Linked DNA regions of Mus musculus: region 1 is linked to region 2. Evidence: chromatin contacts called from public HiChIP or PLAC-seq data. All regions are on one chromosome and are shown on one strand. Each heading gives the region's core, a stretch centred on a gene start, on an enhancer-like site or on the middle of the called end of the contact. The rest is flanking DNA. Distances are from core to core; before and after follow the strand shown.

Region 1 (5,026 bases), core at 1,849-4,348, 200 kb before region 2:
GATAAACATTGCTATTTCATAACTCTAATTTTGCTAATGCTATGAATCTTAATGTAAATATGTATTTTCCAGTGGTCATAGGCAACTCCTGTAAAAGGGTCATTACACACCCAAAGGTTGAGAACTGCTACTTTAAATGATTCTCTATGATGATGATCCTTCTCAGTCTCACCTGGTAGATAAGAATTCATTCAACCCTTCAGCCCTTACATACCCTGAAATTAGCCAGTGAAAGGAGCTGTCACTATATAGCAATGGCTCTGAAAACCAAACAAAATCATATAGCTTCACTGAACTCCAGTCTTCGAACACAAGGAAAACTAGTCACCTTGCAATACATTCATCACAGAACAGATAAATGTTGCCAAGGCTCAACACAGTTCTCTAGATAAAAATTCAATACTTTTGCATGGAGATGAACATGAATTTTTATTTTCTCATGGTTTTTTTTCCTGAAAACAATGGCTTGTGGGTTAGAAAATGGCAACTAGCAACCAGATGTGGCAAAAGCGAAAAAGATAGCAGGAGTGAGGCTATTGGAGAACATGCTCTTTTTGATATCTGAATAAACGAATGGAGAAATCAGTAGGTAAGAGCTGGGCACATGGCTCATGAGAACACCTGCTTAGCCTGCTTGAGGGCCAAATTAAATTTCCAGTATCACAAAAAATGGAAAAGGAAATGAATATGTGATTTTACAAAACAACATCCTGAGGCACAGATTTTGAACTTTCCTCAGAATTTTTTTTTTTTTTTTTTTTTGGTTTTTCAATACAGGGTTTCTCTGTGTAGCTCTGGCTGTCCTAGAACTGACTCTGTAGACCAGGCTGGCCTCGAACTCAGAAATCCGCCTGCCTCTGCCTCCCAAGTGCTGGGATTAAGGGGTGTGCCACCACCGCCTGGACTCTCAGAATTCTTATGATGTGACATTATGATAGAATCCACATAAGCATGCAGTTTTTGGCAGTTGGGTAAACTGTATGAATTTCTGATTGTTGCCACACAAGTTGCTGTAAACTCAGTGGTACCAAACAATGTAAACTTATATTATACTTTGAGAGACTAGGGGAGCAAAATTATCCTAATTAAGGTAAAATGAAGGTGTCACCAGGGCTCCTTCCTTTTGGGGGCTTTCAGGGAAGAATTCATCCTTTTCCCTTTTCCAACATTTTGATGTTGCTTGAATTGCTTGGCTTGTGGTCCTTTATTCCAACTTCAAACCCAGCAACAGTGACCCAAGTCCCCTTTTGTGTCACATCATTTTGATGTGTAACTCCATTTCTTCCTCTTCTAAAAATCCTTATGATTACATTGGACCCACCTGGAGAGTCTAAACTGCTTTCCCTATCTCCAGTTTCCAAAAGAAATCACACATGCAGAGCATCCTTTCTCAAGTAAGGGGACATATTTTTTGGTTTTGGCAATTAGGTTATGGATATGGTCTGGATGTGTTATTCTGCCTACTACCACAACCACACTATGAATTTCTACTGATCTGAGGATGGCATTTCAGATAGTTAACACTGATTTCCTTTAATGTATCATCTTCTGGGTGTTCTTGAGTTATTTTTGCCTATTGTGCCAATACTCCAGTATATGGCTATTCTTGGTTTAGAAGAAGATGAGAAAACAGAAACCCAAATAATTAAACACAAACCTCCAACAAAACTCCAGGGAAGCCAGGTGGGCTTCCCAGGCTCTGCTGAACATGCTTCTTCTTTCCCTTCAGGAATTGTGTCCTAGAAAAAAAAAGAGTGAGTAAGAATCACATTGAGTGCAGTCACATTGAGTGCAGTTGTGTGGTAATCAGGGGGTGGATACGGAAAGAGAAATGCCATTCTATCTACAGGTAGTAAAATGAACAGCCACAAAGAGGCTGAACTCCCAGATCCAGTTTCTCAGTTTTACACAGATCACTACCACCACCACCGCCACCACCACCATTACCTCTTCTTCTTCCTCCTCCTCCTCCTCCTCTTCCTCTTCCTCATTTTGAGAGGGCCTCAATATATAGCTCAGGCTGCCACAAAGTTTCTATGTGAGCCAGACCGGACTTGAAATTGCAATTCTCTTGCCCATACCTCCTAAGCACTGATATTACAGTCACACATGCTGTCACACATAGCTTCTAGCTCCTTTTAGTCTTTAAGTAAGATAACTATATTGGACATGCTTCATTTAATGTGTCCTCCATAAGATATTTAAGGTCACCTCTTCCGTTAATGTAGTAAGAGTTGAGTGAATTTTGAGAATTAGGACAGGTTCTGGGATCAGGTCCTTCAGATGGGTAATGAGAATGAGGATAGAAGGTGAGACCCTGCAGTAACTGGCCTCTGCCCACTTCTCTAACCTTACCTCTGACTATGCTCTTGCTGTGCACCAGCCACATTTGCCTTCATTCTGACCCTGCAGCAGAACTCTTTCCCCAAGTAGCTACAGTCATCTGGATCACATTATTCAGTTCTAAGCTCAGTTACCTTCTAGAACATTCTTTAACTTTCCTAATTAGCAAGAGTATGCATTTCTACTTTTTCCTATCACAACTTTCTTGGCTTTCCTTTTATTCCCTTCATAGTTTAGTCCTTATTAAGATTAAAATTATCCCCCTCCTTTCTCTCCTCTTTCTTTAATCTTCAGTGTAAAGTACCTTTAGCTGTGTTTTTTAGTCTGTTGCTATATCTCCAGCACCTGTATCCCTGATACATGATAGAAGTTAGACAGCAGCTATAAATGATTATCAGAATATAGACATTACTATAATGTACTCATTTGAAATTTTTGTTTTGTATAAAAATATCTATATTGAAATTCATTTCCCTTCTCCTCATTAATTGTTTAGTCTCTCTCTCTGATGTCTCTTTATACGTCCCAGATCTTTTTCCTCTTCATCTCATTTCTTCAAAGCCATGTTGTGGGTTCCTTTTTCCTTATAAGTACTTAAATTATGTTTAAGTAGAATAAAATTCCAGAATCTTTAGAAACCTAAAAAATGAATGATTACTAGTGAAATTTTAGAAGCCATTGTTGCCTAATAGGAAGTTACTGTGGGTTCCTCTGCTTCCCTAATCAAAAATACAAATGGGGGATGGAGAGGTGACTTAGTGGATAAAAGTACTTCTTGTTCTGTAAATGGCTGTGGCCTGTAAATGGTATCCAGGGGACACCGCACTCTCTGCAGACCTCTGAGGAAAGTCACACACATCTATACCCACCCTGACACATAGATATACCTATACTTAAAAAAACACAACAGAAGGGCTAGAACAATATCTCAGATATTAAGAGCACTGGCTGCTCTTTCAGAGGACCAGGTTTGGGTCCCAGCTTTTATATAGCAGCTAACAGCTATCTGTAACTCCAGTTCCAGGATCTTCTACCCTCTTTCCCATACAAATGTACAGGCAAAACACCAATGCACATAAAATAAAAATAAAAATTAAATATTTAAGCACACCCCGGCAATGGGCAGAGTTGCCTTGTGGTGTTCCTATATCATTCAGGGGCAGAGAAGATGGCAGTCATTTGTTTATCCTAGCTTGATGCCTGGAGTTGTGGCCAAAGCTGCCCTATGCCAAGGAGTCATAAAAATCAAATTAAATCTAATCCAGGCAGCACAGCACAGGATGAAGACAGTCAGAGACCTGTGGATTGCCATACTATCAACAGACCTGCTCTCCAGTGCACAGCACTGGTGGGCCATAGATACCCACTTTCTTGTGGTTTTCTTTGAAGAGAAGAGAAACCCTGTGGAGGGCAGACAAAAACTCAGGACCATCGAATTTCAAATGAGAAACTCTCACATTGTAAGTTAAATTATTAGCTAAAATAACCCAGTGCTAAATGTAGGCAAGAACTTAGGTTTGGAGCTTTGTGTGATGAAAGAAGGGAAATAAAGGGCATAAGACAGTGTTGATGTCAACCATGCCAATGAATAACAAACATAAAGTGTATTAAAATATATTTGTGCCATATTTTATTTTTATTTTTGTGTACATGATATAAAAGATGCATCTAATTTTAAGTTATTATAGCTGCAAAAATAGAAACTTATTCTTTACTTTCTGATTTTAAAATCCTTTTTTCTCTCTGTGTGGGACAGTATACATGTACGCACATGTGCGTGTTTGTGTATGCTGGTGTCCATGCATGAGGGAGAGGGAGAGGGAGAGGGAGAGGGAGAGGGAGAGGGAGAGGGAGAGGGAGAGGGAGAGGGAGAGGGAGAGGGAGAGGGAGAGGGAGAGGGAGAGGGAGAGGGAGAGGGAGACGGGGAGAGAGAGAGAGAGAGAGAGAGAGAGAGAGAGAGAGAGAGAGAGAGAGAGAGAGAGAGAGAGAGAGAGAGAGAGAATACACACAAGAGGATGATGATTTCTGGTATAGTTCTGCTGTGCTTGTTAATTTTTGTTAGCTTTACACAAGCTAGAGTTACCTAGAAAGAAAGAACCTCAAATGGGAAATCAGCTCTATATATTGATCCATGATTGAGACTGTGGTGTACTTTCTTGATTAATGATTGATGTGGAAGGGCTCAGATCACGATGTGTAGTGCCACTTCTGGACAGGTGATCCTGGAATGTATAAGAAAGCAAGCTGAATAAATCATGGAAAACAAGCCATTGAGCAGCATTTCTTTGTGGTTTCTACCTCTGTTCCTATTTGAGTTCTTGTTCTGACTTATCTAAATGATGAATCTGGAATACTTATGCCAAATAAGGCTTTTTTTTTCCTCCAAGTTGCTTTTGGTCATGGTATTTTATCACAGCAACATAAGAGCTACCTTTTTTTTTTCTTATCGAAGCAGGTCATCTCATTAGCTGGGGGCTTGCTAATTTGAGCTAGGCTGGCAGACCAGACTTGAACTCAAAGATCTGCCTACCTCTTCTGCCACTCAAGTTCTGGGATTAAATGTGTGTGACATCATTGCCCGACTTGGTGTCTGGCCTTTGAAATGAGGATTCTGAGGAGTGAGTTCAGGATCTCATTTTAGCAAAACAAGTGCTTTGATGATTGAACAATTTTTCCAGACCTT
Region 2 (5,382 bases), core at 471-2,970:
GAAACAGAGAGACCTGTGGAAGTGCTCAATGTCTGAAATATGATTCAGACAGGTAAACGGGATTTAACTGAACTCTACTGGGAAATTTGCTGCACTAGTGCTATAGTGAAATGGCTGCCATGAATTGGTAAGAAAACCCAGGATGAAAACATTCAATTGTGAATTGTTTCATTCAACATTAATACCTACATGAGAGAGAGAGAGAGAGAGAGAGAGAGAGAGAGAGAGATCCTCTTTAGCCTGCTATTTCCTCCCTTCCCCTCATATTTAGATTATCTGCTATTGTTTTTTTTTAAAGTCCCCAAAGCCTAGTGACTAAAAACAATATATTAAGGATCAATTATTCTGTGGGTTGAATGGGCACAGCCAGGTGGTCCTTCGTTTCTCCCAGGTGGTTAGACTCTGATGGCAGCTGGAGTCATTAGGAGACTCAACTGAGTGAGACATCCAAAATGGATTCTTTAGCCACATCTGTCTCATCTGCCAAGATCTGAGAAACAGCTAAATGTTTTTCAGGCATTTCCCTCTTCATCTAGCTTCTTCATGTGGCTTCCACAAAGGACAGTAGTTTAGGGGTAGTCCGACTTTTTACAGGACAACTGGCTTCCTTCAGAGCAAGTAGTCAAAGAGAGTCAGGTATAAACTGCAAGGCTTTTCTTTACCACCAGAACAAGGGACTTCACCCAAGGGGAAACACCAGGAGATTTAGAACATGTGAGGTTAGGAGCACCCCTGGTGACTATCACATGAAGGAAAGTTAGAATCTAGCTAAAAGTCAAATGTGCATTTGTCCACCAGGCTAGGACTCTATTTTTAAACAAATATAATTACCTAAAACACAACCTAGTGTTTTGGTTAAGCATAGCAGAGCCAAAGTTTCTTTTTATTAAACAAAAGAGAAAAAAAGAGAACTTTGAACTTAAATTATCATCTGTAAACTTGACTCCCATTTATTGGAGGATTTTGATAACAGCCCAGACTTTGTTCTGTTGTTGGCTGGAGGCAGACCTGACACCATTCTCGGGCTGACAAACAAAAACAGGTGAGTGCATCTGACATGACTCACCTTGCTAGCAGTGATTACCACCCAGATCTGGTCTGGCAAAGCAGACCACCCTCCCTTTCAAATGCACCCAGGCTCACGCACAACCTGAAGCATATCCTTGATCCTTTCAGATATGATGGACTGAACACACATCCAAACTCGTTCCAGTGAGAGACATTTTGTTTGAGTCTTTGGCAAAATGTTGGCTGGCAAAGTCATCTGGCTGGCACATTCCTCCAGCATCAAGTTATGGCACTGCCACCTCTTCTCAGTAGAGTTTTGAAATTTCATTTTGCACACCCTGTACAATGTGAGTCACTCGGCTTGCAGAGGAGGAGGAGGAGGAGGCGGCCATCTGCTAGTCATGAGTAGATGACAAATACCCTGCCCTTCGAATTTCCATCCTCATTTCACAATATTTAAGTAAACACATTTTGTAACCACTTTTTTTTCAGAGTTCCATAGGGTTTGACATGATTTTTTGAAAACACTGTATGAAGCTACCTTTTCTCCTTTCCTTCAAACAACTGTATCTATTGATTACTGAAATGATACTGTGAAGTTTTAAACAGTCAGAGCAAAAGGAATACACATCTGAATCGCATAATTAAGCCCCGTGCCATTTCAGAACAACTGTAAGAGACCTCTCCACCATGCACAGCTCCATGGTGACCCCTGCTGTCTGCCTGCAAAAATCCCCAACTATTACCACCCATTAGAAAGAAAAGGAGGGAGGAGGAGGAGGAGGAGGAGGAGGAGGAGGAGGAGGAGGAGGAGGAGGACAAGGAAAGGACGAGGAGGACGAGGAGGACAAGGAGGACAAGGAGGAGGAGAAGCAGGAAAAGAAAAGAAAAGAAAAGAAAAGAAAAGAAAAGAAAAGAAAAGAAAAGAAAAGAAAAGAAAGGAAAAGAAAAGAAAGGAAAAGAAAAGAAAAGAAGGAAGGGAAAAAAAAGAGTGTCCAAAAGAGAAAAGCAGGTGTAAAGGTGTGGACCCAAACACTGGGCCTGAAGCTGCTTCAAGTTTGGCTGCATACCTCCTAAAACCCAAAAGAAGTGCAGAATCTGTGGTAAGAAAGACTACAGCTTTTTAAGTCAGAGAATGTCTTGCTATTAAAATTTAAAAACACTTCCTATGGAGTTTTGGTAGCATATCCCAGGTGGTACAAGGACTGACATATCCCATGTGGTACAAGGACTGGCATATCCTTAAAATTTGCACAGCCACAAAATAAGGCTGTTTTTTAAACTTTGATGAGGGAAAAGGGCGGGTGCCATTGAGAAAATGAAATACATTTCTGCTGACAAGTAGAGAAAGTGAGAAATGGACCTACTGGCAGAAAGGCCATGATGTTCTCAGCTCATCAAAACAGTGGAAAAGGAATAAAATAAAATAAAGCCACTGAACAATCACAAAAGTAACAAGACATCATCCTTCTCTAACATCGAGTGATCATTGTTTCTTTATGTATGACTGTAACAAGGTCTTTACCCATGAAGACTGTTGTGTTACCCACCAGAGGTTCTCAACCTTTCTAATACTGCAACCCTTTAGTACAGGTCTGCCTGTTTGTTGGCCCTTAACCATAAAATTAATTTCATTGCTATTTTATACTGTAATTTTGCCACTGTACTGAATTGTAACATAATATCTATGTTTTCTGACGGTATTAGGAGACCCAGGTCAATGGATCATTCAACATTTCCGAGGGAATTGTAACTCACAGGTCAAGAGCCACTGCCCAACACCAAGTTCCCTCTGATTTTTGAGAATTTGGGATGTAGAATTATTTCTTTTCTCCAATACCTTCTGGGGAATCACTTGCAGCAAAGCTAGTCCCCTGAGAAACACCTGCTTGCTCTTTCCAGTGTTAGCTTTCTTTTGCTAGAACTAGCTTGCAAATTTAACTTCTAAAAATCCTATGTCTGTGGTAGGTGAGCTTTCTTAGAAAAAAAATACCGTCCAGCAAAGGTGATTCTAAAGAGGCTTCTGAGAGTATGGACTGGGCAGTATTTCTATTCTCTCTCTTGTGTAGAGCAGTATGCTTTGTCAAGGGGAACACCTATGCTTCCCTTAGATTATCATACCTTAATATTCTTCTGTTGGTCAGGCTTTCAATACAAACTCACTTGTAGTTTGTTTAGGAGTGTACTCTCTTATGGAAGTTTCCAGATGTTAGCCAGTATTTTGACCCTGACTGAGTGCAGTTGCATGTCCTTGATCAACAATAATATTTTTTTTCTAACACAGTCGATGTCATGATTTCTTGGCCTCATAACTGTCTTATTCTTTTTACTTTCTCTGGGGACCTTTGTTAGCATCAAACCTAACAAAGAGAGAAATCACATCCCTTTATTTTCTAGCAGCCCATGACAAACCTGGAGCCATTTCTCAAACACAGACAACATAAGAATGCTTAGAGTTGATGCTGGCCACCACACCCTCCCTCATGGAAACCTGCAGGATCAGTCAGGCTGAGACTTTATTTTCTTTATAGCCTTTCCAGTACCTAACTTGCTTCTGCTGCTTCCATCCTCGTCTTCTCTGTGAGCACTTACAAGAGAACACACAAAATACTCTTGTCAGCCTCTTCCTGTGTAGGACTCAGCCTACAACTCACACTGCACTCTTTCCATATCCCTACAAATAGGAACTCACATCCTTATTGTTCAGGTGAAGCAATGTTCGGGGGTTATAAGTGTGGCCTGTGGTCTCATAGTTGCTATATAGTAAGGTAGACCTGGATGAACTTGAAGTCTTCATTCAACCTTTCTTTTTACTATGCATTGATACTCTCCCTCAGGGCTTCATGTCTGGCCTTATCTTCCTTCTTGAGTATACAATATTCTGATGACAAGAAATAAAGGCCCAGATGTCATGTGCCAAACACCTGATACATAACTGATGGTCTATACTGGACCTAAGTCACATATTTCCTCTCTGAAAAACATCAGGGCTCATTGCCACCTCTTCCTCCTTGACTTCAGGACAGATCAACTCTGCTGTTTGTGATATGTCATTATCCTCTTCCTGCACCCAGGTCACCACCTTTAACACTGTTCATTCGTGAAGCAACATCAAAATCAAGGGCCCTGAGAAGGCACGACTTCTGTTTATTTAATCACACAGAATAATCACTGCTCAGCTCCTAGGTGGTGCTTTCTATATGTCATACTAGCAAAGTTGGGTCACTCCTGGGAATACCTGTATACAATATTAGTTTCATTGTGAAGATCTCTTTTAAAACCAGAATTTATTTGAAGAAGCAAGACTACATACTACTATAAAACCACCCACTGCTAAAGTCAGAATTGTCTTTTATCTATCAAAGGAAATTCGCTATGATGGGAAGGAGAAAAGGTCTATTGCATCTGTTTCTCACATTCCACCGCCACAAACATTCAGGAAGGCTAGTCACTGGGACAGAATGAGGAGTGGGAAGGCAAGCAGATTCATAGTATCTAAGGATCAGAAGTAATGTTAACCACAGCTAAGACCCATACTGATGCAGCTGTACAGAACTGTTCAAGAACCAATATGGGCTAGTGGAGCCTCTTTTCAATTGTCTGCTCCCTCTTTCAAGCTCTCTGTTCCAAGTTTCCCTTTCTGACAAGAGTCTAGTCTGGGGGATCATAAAAGAAATAAAATACAATACACAGACATGACCCACTAGGACAGAACAGAATGAAAACCACAAATTATAATTGGTACATTTTACTTCCCCAAACCGTAAACATAATCACCACACTGTACCACTTTTCCAGGATCTTTTTCAAATGTGCATATAACTGTTTATGCAAAAATCACAAATCAAATAATTCAAGATAGTATACTTTGAGAGGTATCAGAATGTTTACCAGTGCCCATGATTTTTAATCTCCATCTATCAGATTAAGGATTTGTTTCTAAAAACACCCCATTAGCATAAGAAGAGCCACAAAAGAACCTAGACTCACTGATACTTCAGAGTTCCAGGAAGATTCATTTATCAAGCATCAAACACAAAGCCAGATGTAAAACAAACAAACAAACAAACAAAAAACCCACCAGCACAAGTTTTAATGTAATTTGGGAGACAAAAGGAGTTAGTATTTAGTGGAAGACCACACCCAAAAACTGGGGAGGCCATACCTGGAGGGCAGAGACAACACTAACAATACCAATACCAGACTTGCACTTCAACTCTAGACAGCAGCTGTTTAAGAAAGTGTCGAATGACTACAAAGATAAAACAATCTGGAATCACGTACTAGAGGACCACAGGTTCATCACTATACCCAAGGAGTCTTTCCCCTTTAGGAGTCCTTGGGTGGAGATTCAGGCCTGACTTGCAGGCAGAG

The links. HiChIP or PLAC-seq counts read pairs in DNA pulled down with a chosen protein or histone mark.
Region 1: an H3K4me3 HiChIP or PLAC-seq map of bone marrow-derived macrophages shows a contact between it and region 2, with 6 times the contacts expected there. The contact joins two enhancer-like sites. A contact is called at or near these places in 4 of 484 Hi-C or Micro-C datasets (bone marrow-derived macrophages, liver and myocytes) and 1 of 115 datasets of contacts at active chromatin or transcription factors (bone marrow-derived macrophages).

What each region holds. Positions count from the first base shown.
Region 1 is chrX:19,082,708-19,087,733 of GRCm38.p6, reverse strand. No RefSeq gene overlaps it. Among named protein-coding and RNA genes, the nearest start is that of Mir221, 61 kb to the left of the region's middle. Within about 2 kb of position 3,098, at least 3 of the 459 cell types and tissues checked have an H3K27ac peak or open chromatin away from gene starts, as enhancers often do. A contact at or near this core is called in bone marrow-derived macrophages, where this site is marked.
Region 2 is chrX:18,878,604-18,883,985 of GRCm38.p6, reverse strand. No RefSeq gene overlaps it. Among named protein-coding and RNA genes, the nearest start is that of Mir221, 270 kb to the left of the region's middle. Within about 2 kb of position 1,720, at least 38 of the 459 cell types and tissues checked have an H3K27ac peak or open chromatin away from gene starts, as enhancers often do. A contact at or near this core is called in bone marrow-derived macrophages, where this site is marked.